Regions from separate parts of the Rattus norvegicus genome. Here region 1 is linked to region 2. The links are chromatin contacts, called in public Hi-C maps. All regions are on one chromosome and are shown on one strand. Each heading gives the region's core, a stretch centred on a gene start, on an enhancer-like site or on the middle of the called end of the contact. The rest is flanking DNA. Distances are from core to core; before and after follow the strand shown.

What was found. Hi-C and Micro-C count contacts between places; a contact is called where the count stands out from the background.
Region 1: a Hi-C map of prefrontal cortex shows a contact between it and region 2, with 4 times the contacts expected there. The contact joins the promoter of Snap25 here to the enhancer-like site in region 2. A contact is called at or near these places in 3 of 12 Hi-C or Micro-C datasets (the A7r5 cell line, frontal cortex and prefrontal cortex).

What each region holds. Positions count from the first base shown.
Region 1 is chr3:144,492,719-144,497,450 of GRCr8, reverse strand. Snap25 (synaptosome associated protein 25) reads right to left here and starts at 2,856. Exons shown (of 8, transcript NM_030991.3): 1 at 2,710-2,856. It overlaps LOC108350472 (a long non-coding RNA gene), which reads left to right. Exons shown (of 3, transcript XR_010064909.1): 1 at 1-2,438.
Region 2 is chr3:144,452,631-144,457,522 of GRCr8, reverse strand. The region is part of intron 1 of LOC108350472 (a long non-coding RNA gene); the gene reads left to right. Among named protein-coding and RNA genes, the nearest start is that of Snap25, 40 kb to the left of the region's middle. Within about 2 kb of position 1,497, at least 80 of the 93 cell types and tissues checked have an H3K27ac peak or open chromatin away from gene starts, as enhancers often do. A contact at or near this core is called in the A7r5 cell line and prefrontal cortex, where this site is marked.

The DNA.
Region 1 (4,732 bases), core at 1,607-4,106, 39 kb before region 2:
CTCCAGAGTTTAGGAATATTATCTAACAAATTAAGGGGCAGCCTGCCTTGGAGATGTGGGTGTTTTATAAAGTAAAAGTTAAATTATCAATTCTTGGGAGATTGTACCACGAAGAGATTGTAGAAACTGTAAATTATTTTGTGCTGGGAATGCCAAATGTGGAAACCAACAATAAACAAACAAGCAGGTCCCATCCCAGTGTCTGCAGGATTGTTTCCTGGATTCTCCCTATGCCTCTCTGCTCCCACCTCCTTCACCATATTGTCCTGGATTTTCAAAATTCAAACTTAAAATGAAGGAAAAAATCTTTCTATTTTTCCCACTGAAGTTTTTCCATGACATAAATGTTAAATCTATGTTCCAGGTACGTTTCCTTTTATTTTCTCAGCTAGCTGGCCTATATTTAGCTGTATAATTATTCATATTGCCTCTTTCTCCCACACTGCACCCTCGGCCAGCTTCACTGCAGTGCTGTACCCCTTTCCTTTGCCTTCCACTCTACAGTAAACACAGCAGTAATTACTAACATTCAAGCACATAATTCAAGCAGTGTTAGGCTTTGCATTTGACGCAACTGCGCAGAACTGTCTGGATGTGCACTATCACGGTAAAGCATTTAAATAGACTCCTCCCCATATTTCTCCCCCACCTCCCATCAATGAAACATAGTTGTTTATTATATATGAAGATTTCAGAGTTATAAACTCCCATGCAGCTACAAAAATCTGGAATAAATGTCCACTGGAAGCAATTTCCATCTACACACAATAATATACTGGCATATACAAACATGGAAACACATGATTTTCAGAAAAAGGTAAAAGAACCCATGAATAAATAGCTGGAGATAAAATAATTCTTTTTAATAGACAGGGAATTTTAGTACCTTTGGAAGACAGATGATTGGAGTTATAACTAAGTAGACACAATTCCAGACCTTTTGAAGGTCTTTAAAGGGGTTCATGCTAACATTTCTTTAATGCATTATATACATCTTTACACGTGAAGCTGTTATTCTCATTTAACAACTGCTGAAAGCATATCATCTTTTTTAGTCTTGATACATTCGTGACAATTATGGGAATCTAAATTGAACAGATATGTATTATCCTGACAATTTTTGCTCATGCAGAGTCTCCAAGCCTCGGAGAAGAAAATACTTATCATGACCTCAGCAAAATCCTTCAGTGCCATAATAGAAATTACAGTGAATCTTGGGGTCAGTTCCTGCTTCAGCCTATGTATAACCCTGAAGGACATCTTTAAGTTCTCCCAAGGATGTCAAAATCTACATCAATAGAGCTGCCACAACCAGTGCTATGAAATTCACTAACTCCAAAACCATGGCCAGAGAGATTGAAATTTCTTCGGGGCTGTATATGCTTGTTTCTATCTAGTTTTCAGAATAAAGGGAGAGCAACCAAGGGATTTATTTCCTAAAATTAGTTCTTCTTAGTTCAGATAACCCATATTCTTGATAAAAAAAAAACCCATAGGGATGCAATTGTCCTATGTCTAGATAGTACTCGCATTATCATATAAGCCCACTTGAGCCCACCTAATATCAACATATCTACCCCGTGTTAAAAACAAAAAATTACAGTGTTCGTGTCATAATGGAGGCTAAGTGACCGTTTTTAAAAGTATGCTTTCTTTTTCTGTTTTTCTGTTTTTCTGTTTGTTTTGTTTTGTTGCTTTTTTTTTCTTAACCAAGGCACAGGGAGAAATACAGAAGGCTTCTACAAGTAGTCTGTTATTTCTTGAAGCTACGTGGGAGGTGAGGAAGAGAGCAGGCAATTGTCTGTAAATAAATCCCCGATGACAGGATTTATTCTTCTGCCTTTCTTTTAATCTATCACGCCAGCTTTATTAAGACTTTCTCTAAGATCTGGATCTCAGAGAGAAAATTTGGCCTCCAGCCCTAGCCAGGCGGCTCTGCAGCAGGTAATGCGGCGCTGCAGCCGGATCGCTGTCCGCGGTGCTGAAAGGTCAGGGCGCCGACACGGGCGCCGAGCACTCCTGTCCAGGGTGCTGAGCTCCCTCCACGCACCCCAACAGCCTAGCCCACCGCGCTAACCCCCTAGAGCTTTGCCACTCTGCAGCCCCTTCCCGCCTGCAGCTGACTTGGGGCAGGCGGCATAAATCAAGTCTGTGGGACGTGGAGGCTGCTACCGTTGCGGCAGCTCAGCTTGCCCAGGGCGGGAACTACCCCCCTTCTCCTTTCGCCTCCCCAGCGCCCACACCCTGCCTTCTCATCTCCCTTGGGTAGCAGTGCCCTAAACACTACAGTCATAATCATAGGGTTGGAACGAACGACAAGATCATGTTTTGCTTTTAAATTCTAGTCTACAGGAAAAAAAACCGCAAGCCTAATAACCTAAACATATCTCAAAACTGCATCGCAAGATGGAAGAGGGTCCCACGGCTGCTTCAAAAGAGTAAGTTATTATTCTATACACATCCTCGCTATTTTTTCCACCACTCCACCTGCAGTGTCCCCATTCACTCCTTCTCCCAACAGCTCACCTGAAAAATACTTTTATGTGGCCCCAGGCAAGAATCTAGGCAGACGAGCACACAGGGAATACCGCACCCTAAGTGCACCACTACTTGTATTTACCCAGGCTCACTTGGGCTGCCAGCTGCAGTCCCTTCTGTGTATGCAGCCATGCAGGGCCAGGGCCAGGATCGGAGGAGGGGGCTCTTTACCTTGTCTTCTTCAGAGGATGCTGTCCGCTGATCCCTGCAGGTAGCAAGAGTGGAGGAGCCGCCGGGTAGGGAGGGAAGGAAAGACAGCTCCAGACCTCCCCGAGGTTTCGTCTTCAATGCAACGTGAGCTCTGCCCTCATCAAAGATGGCCGTTCCTTTGACGTCAGCAGCTTTTAATAGCCGGCTCCTCGAGGGGCGGGGAGGAAGTGTGATGGGGGAGGGCGGAGGGAGGAAGGTGGCTGGGGGCGGTAGGGGAGGAGCCGGGAGGTGCGGAGCGCTTGACTCAGCTCCCCGAGCGCTTTGCAGCAAACCTTTTTATTTCAATCTTTTATAAACATCCAAATGGAGCGATTCTTTTGACTCCATTTTAGCACTGTCTTGGGAAACACACATTTCTTGCGACTGTTTTCCTGATGGCCTATGCCTTTCCTTGTGTGTGCATGCATATGTGAATATATGTATGTATATAGGTGTGTTTGGAATGTATATACAATTACAATAATGTAAATACATACATATTTATATGTAAAACGTTCCCCTGATGATTTGTCTTTGGTTGAGTCACAGACACGAGAGGAAGGTAAAGGAATAGAAGGGTAACGATATGAGGGATTGGGATAGATTTCTGTTGTGATTTATTTTCTCCAGAGAAGGGGGTCTGTCTGAAGAGGCATTCCCCTTGGCTCTCACCAGCTCCTTGCCTGACCAGGTTACTTAGGTTGCTATTTTTATGAGTAGTTATTGTATTAAAGCAGCATTGCGGGTTTAGTGTTCTCATTTAATCATAGCCAGTTGGGGAAAGGCTCACACTTTTCTTTTAAAGTACGTCAGAGCAGTTATCGCCAAGATAACGCTGGAGATGGGAAAAGGGAGAGGGAAGCTAGTTAGCCCTGCTAGTTTGCCTTTGCGGTCTCAGGGCTTTGAGTTGTGAGTTGTTTGCTCAGGGCTTATAGATGACTAGATGACGCTGTATCCGGTTGAATTTGCAGTCCGGACCTAGGATGATGTTCGGGTTTCTTAGACCATGTCCAGAGGACGAAGCATGCATGTCCAGACATCAGGAGGGAAGGTGGCTAGGACCTGACAGAAATCTGGAGTGTCACTCACTCATTACACAAGCCCCTGGCACTTGCAGTGGCCAAACCACTGAAGCTCGGGGGGAGGGGGAGGGGGAGGGGGCTGGAATGAGCAAGAACGTCCACTTCTGCTGGTTCAGATGAAAGATTAGAAGTAATAACCACACAACATAATCCTGTCTTCGCTTGTCGTGCGTCAGGAGCCGTCAGGAGCGGTCAGGAGCTGGGGAGGGCGGGCGGCGATATGCAAATAACTCGGTGGTGCAGCCTCTGGATGATTCACAGGTGTTGGGGAGGTTGTCCGGGTTCTAGGCAGTGAGGGAGAGCTGGGGAGCGCGTGGGAGGTGGGGGACCTCTTCTCAGGAACTGTTTGTACTTTTCCGCGGAGGATGCGATTAGAAGTCGTGCCTTGCAATCTTAAAACTTGATGGCCTCTTGGGCGATGGAAAATCCTTTTCTCTTAGAAACACATACACACACACACACACACACACACACACACACACACACACACACACACACAAAGCAACGTGCAAACGCTACCCCGCCACACAGGCCCCCCACCGTCTCAGTCACACACACACACACACACACACACACACACACACACACACACACACACACACAAGCTCACTGGCTTTAAAAGCAGGCTTAGGTGATAAAGCTTTTAATTGTAGGTGAAGATGGTCGGGGAGCCGAGGTGGGAGGGGGAAGACTTGTAAAGGGATTGTGTGGACCAGAGGAGCACAATTCGCTTTTTCGGAAAGATACCCAGATCCAAGGGATATTTTGAAATCTTAATGTTTGCGATGATAATGGTGTTTGGATTTTTATTAAAACCAGATTCCTGGAGTATTGCTGCTGCAATTTGCTTATTTAAAAATTATTCAACATTTGAAAATTTTGTACGACAGAAAAAAAATATGCCTGGTCCTCCCTCAGCTGCC
Region 2 (4,892 bases), core at 248-2,747:
ACCCCCACCCCTTGCCCACTTTAAATGGTCAGAGTTTCCGGAAGGGAGGACCATTCTGCCTGTGGGGCTCCAGCCTGGCCATTGGACGGGGCGGAGCGTCCTGGGTCTGCCGCTGCGAAGTGGTGGAGTGTTGTTTTCTCTCAGCTGGTTGGAGGGCTGGATTCTCCTCATCTCTAAGAGGGAAAGTTCTGGCCAATCACAAGAAGCCAACTGGAGACTGCGAAAGTGAGGATGAGATGGCAAAAAACAAATCTGCTCTTGTTGCCGCAGGAGACACACCTCTCTCGGAGCTCGGAGATGCCCCAGAAACTTGTCTAGCTGGAGCTGGCAGGAGCTTGGCGAGGGAGGCTGTTTAGCTGCGGCTGCTTGGGCTTGGCACTCATAATTCCTGACTGAAGTTGAACTCTGGGCCTCGAATGGTCCCAGGGGTTCTATTAGAATTTTTATGTGAGGAGCAATGAAGTGAAGGGCTAAGGAAAGGCAAAGGGGAAAGGAATGGGTCGGAAACTCCATTCTGTGATTCTTGCCAGCATTCTTCCCTGAATCTGTTTCATAACCTGTAAAATGGGCGCTTAAATGCCCTCTGAGACTCTTACTGGCTCTAAATTGGAGGTTATGGTGGAGAAGCAGGCGAGGGCCACTAGTCTGTTTGCCTTAAAATCAAGTGGTATTGCCAGGGCAGCATTTTGAACCTTCCCACATTTTATGAGCAAAAGACTTTCATCTGCTCCCTCCCCCCACCCCCAAGAACCTTGGCTCTGATTTCAGTAACAGAATGCTTGGGAGGACCCCCACTGCTACAGAGGGCTTTAGTTTCCATACGACGGAAGGGTGGGCTTCTGTACTGCAGATTAGAAGTGTCCCCAGCTCCCTTCAGCTTGTTCTGTCTTGTTTTGTTGGGTTTTGTGTTTCTGATCTTCTCCTGCCCTCTGCTCTCCGCTCCCCTTCCTCCTCTCCTCCCCTCCTTCCTCTTAGAGCTGTTTACTGATCTCCCAAGTTCTGATGACGCTCTGGGCACCTAGCCAAATGCGAGGGCCCCCGAATCCATCCGGGGGTGGCTTAGAAGTCTCTGGTCTAAGGGGAAATCTCCGCGGGGCAGATGTAGAGATAAACAAATAGTGACAAGACTGTGAGAGTGCAGCGCCCCGAGGGCCCCGCGGAAATGCGCACAGACTGTTGGGAAAGCCAGAGGGACCCCTGACCCAGGGGATGCCGCACCTCGCCCCCGCCGCCGCTTGCCAGGGCGGGAGTTGAGGCTCCAGTGCCCCGCATCCGCAGTGACTCAGGAGGCCGCCCGCCCGCGTTCCTCCGCCACCCGCTCACTGCGGCACCGGGGACACAGCTCCTCCGCCCACAGCCTGCGCGGTGTCCCAGGCGCCCTCCCCGCCGGCTTGCCCGGACTGTGCCACCCCCACTTTTTGTCCGCAGTGGCGGCTATGAGGGAGCGGGGAGGGGTTGCTCCAAGATTGTTCTGCACTCGGAGAGCTGCGAGAGGGAAAAGGAAAGACAAGACCATTGGAATGACTCAGGGTTTTTGAAGCAGCTAAGCATAACAGAGGCCTCATTCCAGGATGGGGGAAAGCAAGCAAGACTCCTCAGGAGTTTCTGGCCTTAAAAACAGGTTCCTGCCCAGACTCCCAGCTTGAAATCTGCAGGAGCATAGAAATGCACTCATAATTTATAGCTCTAAAAATATCTGTATTGCTCATAAAAAGGAAATAGGGTTTGGAGACCTTGGGTATCTTCCAAATAACCATTCTACTGGTTACCAGTTCATCTTTGGAAGATAGCTACAGTTAGGGTCCTATCAGACTTAACCAACCTCAGCAAGGCTATCTCCTACCTCCAGGAACCATAGGTGCTCCTGCTAATATTTACCTAGAGGAACCCTTCCCCTCCAGAGTCACTATGGCAGCCGATTGAAGATTCTCCCTGGGGTCTTGATGTGCTTTTGCTTCAAGCTAGATATGGTCTGTGACATGTTTAGTAAAGCAGCCGGTTCCAAGTCCTGCTTCACAGAGAGGCGGTGGGAAGCAGCTTGTTTCTCTCGGCCATACCAGCTGGATTCCCTCAGAAGGAGACAGCTGTCGTTTCTTCATACATCAGTCAATACTATGCTAAAAGCAAAGAAAGACCATTGTTTGCTACGTATCTTCCTGTCCACAGTAGTTACCAATCTGAGAAGACCCTCCATGATCTCCACCTGCCATTTCTCATCCTCTGGTCTTCCATGTGGCCTCCCTCCTTTCTGGTCATGCTGGTTTTTCTGTTTCTTAAACTCATCGCTGAGCATCTCTGCCTCTGGGTCTTTGGGCATGGCCGATGGTCCTCCACAGGTAAAGTGAGGCCCCCAGATGCTTCAAAGGCCATCCTATCCAAAATAGATTCTGTCCATGGCAGCTGTGCCAAATGTCCCCCTTCTTGCATTTACTTCATTACACATTATTGTTCACTAAATAGAACATCTCCTCTAAAGAATGAGTCCCTTGGGATCAAGGGCTTTATCTTGTGAATCATTCTAGTGCCCATGGCTGGCACATTGTAAGTGTTTGATAAATATGTGAAGAAAGAACAAGACCAGGCAGAGCTTGCTCAACTTCATAAGTGAATGACCTTTCCCAAGAATATCTGTGGTCTCACACTCAAACTGGTTGGCTAGCAATGATCTTGAACTGAAGTCAGATTAGACCATGAGCCCTGAGCAAGCTGGACATCTAAATAAGATGTATATTTCAGTATTCCCCAATCTCTCTGTAAGCTCAAATGACCCATTCCTTTGGAATGTAAATATTTTAAGCTGTTAATTTAAATAGATGTTGGTATGCTCACAACACAGTCAGTGTTATCCCTATATCTATGTCTTTCTCCACTTTTCAAGGCTTGGAGGGAGGCCAACGTTTATCAGGCTTATGGACTTCTTACTGTAGCTCACTAAATTATTGTAGTCAACTGGTCAACTGCCATGTGCTGCAATGGGATGGCCACTCATCTGGCAAGAGCCATAGCAGTAGTCATTTCTCTCCCAGCCAGTTTATAGTTTATAGCCATACCAACTCGTTTCCTTTCTTAGCAATTTCCTTTGTATAGCTAAATCTTATAAAGAATGTTCAAGAATCTCAGCAACCCTAGTGCTTTTAAAAATACCATGATGTGAAAAAAATAACAGCAAAATTGGGTTTAAGTCTTGGCTGCTTTATTTACCAGCAGGGGGTCACTTCTTTTTTATTCTTAGTCCTAATTTGAGCAGTTAAGAGTCCTGCTACCCTTCTGCCTCCCAAGACCACCACTGTGAGGGTCAGATGAATTAGTGCAAAATAAAGTGCTTTGTAAGTGTCGGCACTGGGTGGGGACTCCAGCAACCAGCATGATGCTGAAGGGGGGAGGGGAGGGGGAGGGAGAGGGAGGGGGATGTGCAAAACACTGAGAACTAAAGCCCACCTTTCTGAGGTCTGGCTCAGGCTAGGAACTGTGTATAAACAGAGTTGACTGAGGGTTGTTAAGAAAGGGACTCAGAACCAAATGGAAAATCTGGAGGCATCAAGAATTAAGTCTGAAATGAGCTGTGCCAGAGATTAAAGAGGAAGTGAGATCAGCGACCACACTGGGGCTTTGTGATGTCTGAACCATAGGTCTGGACCAAGGGCAGGTTGGAGGAGGCAGACAGATGGCTTTTATCCAAGTGAGATGAAATAGAGTGAGAAAGGCAGAAGGCTAGGTAGAGCGGGCTGACTGCTCACTCCCTGTCTTATTTCTCCATTCAGTGCCTGCCCGGCATGATAGTTCTCCATCTCCTCCAGGAAGGCTTCCAGAGAACAAGCCCTTTTTTATAAGAGGGTAGGTATCTGGACATTCTTCTCCTATCCTAGCTCTGTTGTTGCTTCAAGAACCAAGGGATTTGAACCACTGAAACACCCAGAAAGTCATATAATTCTTGCTTGGATAAATTCGTTGCACATTTCTTGGCAGGCAAAGAACTGGGTTTTCTGGGGCTTTGGGAATGATCGTACAGTCATTGAAGCTGAAATGGCAATCTTGTCATTTTACATCAGTGTATCAAGTACCCACTCAATGTCTTCTACCAGGTGGCCTCACTGTCCATCTTCATTAACAGCCCTCTAGGGGATAGGCATCTTGTCACTGTAGCATATCCAGCTTCAGGCCACTATGCAAAGAATCATGTGAGAAGTATCTGATAACTCTGTTTTCTCTAACCAAACAATACCTGTTGAATAGTCAATATTTTAATCATACCTTTAGAGTTCATTTTATATCTTACACTGTTATGTTTTTCGGGTTTTAACTTTATCCCCCCGAGTTTTCCCTCCCACCCTAATAATAGGCTTTCATAATTCTGTGGTGATACTTATTCTGACATTGATCACCCCAATAATCTGTAACTTAAAGAGCAGTTCAGGGCCCATGAAGATATGGTAATCACAACAAAGGGCAGATTCTATTTTCAATTGAACTATAGTCAAGAAGATGATAGAAAATTTGTGACAGTATCATTCAGCTATTGCTGTTTAACAAAATAGCCCAACAGTAGTAGCTCATAAAATTAAAAGGGTCTGAATGAAAAGGTATTATATTCTAGTTCAAGTAAGAACCACAGAAGATCATGAAAAACAAGAGAGATTAAGGGCTGGACCAAATGAGAGTATAAGTAGAATCTACTGCCTTCTTTTGAATGTTTCCAAAATATGGGGGCTATTGCCTTATTCTATAAGCTAGTCCAGTGACTTTCTGAAATCAGACCATGTGAGGGTTAGACTATTCTAGAACAAGTCAAAATTTCCACCCAGTGAAGACCTCTTTGGCTGGTGGTTCATTGGTGAAAACCAGGTTACATTCATTACAGGTCAGAATCAAAAGAACTAGGGTTAAAGTCACTT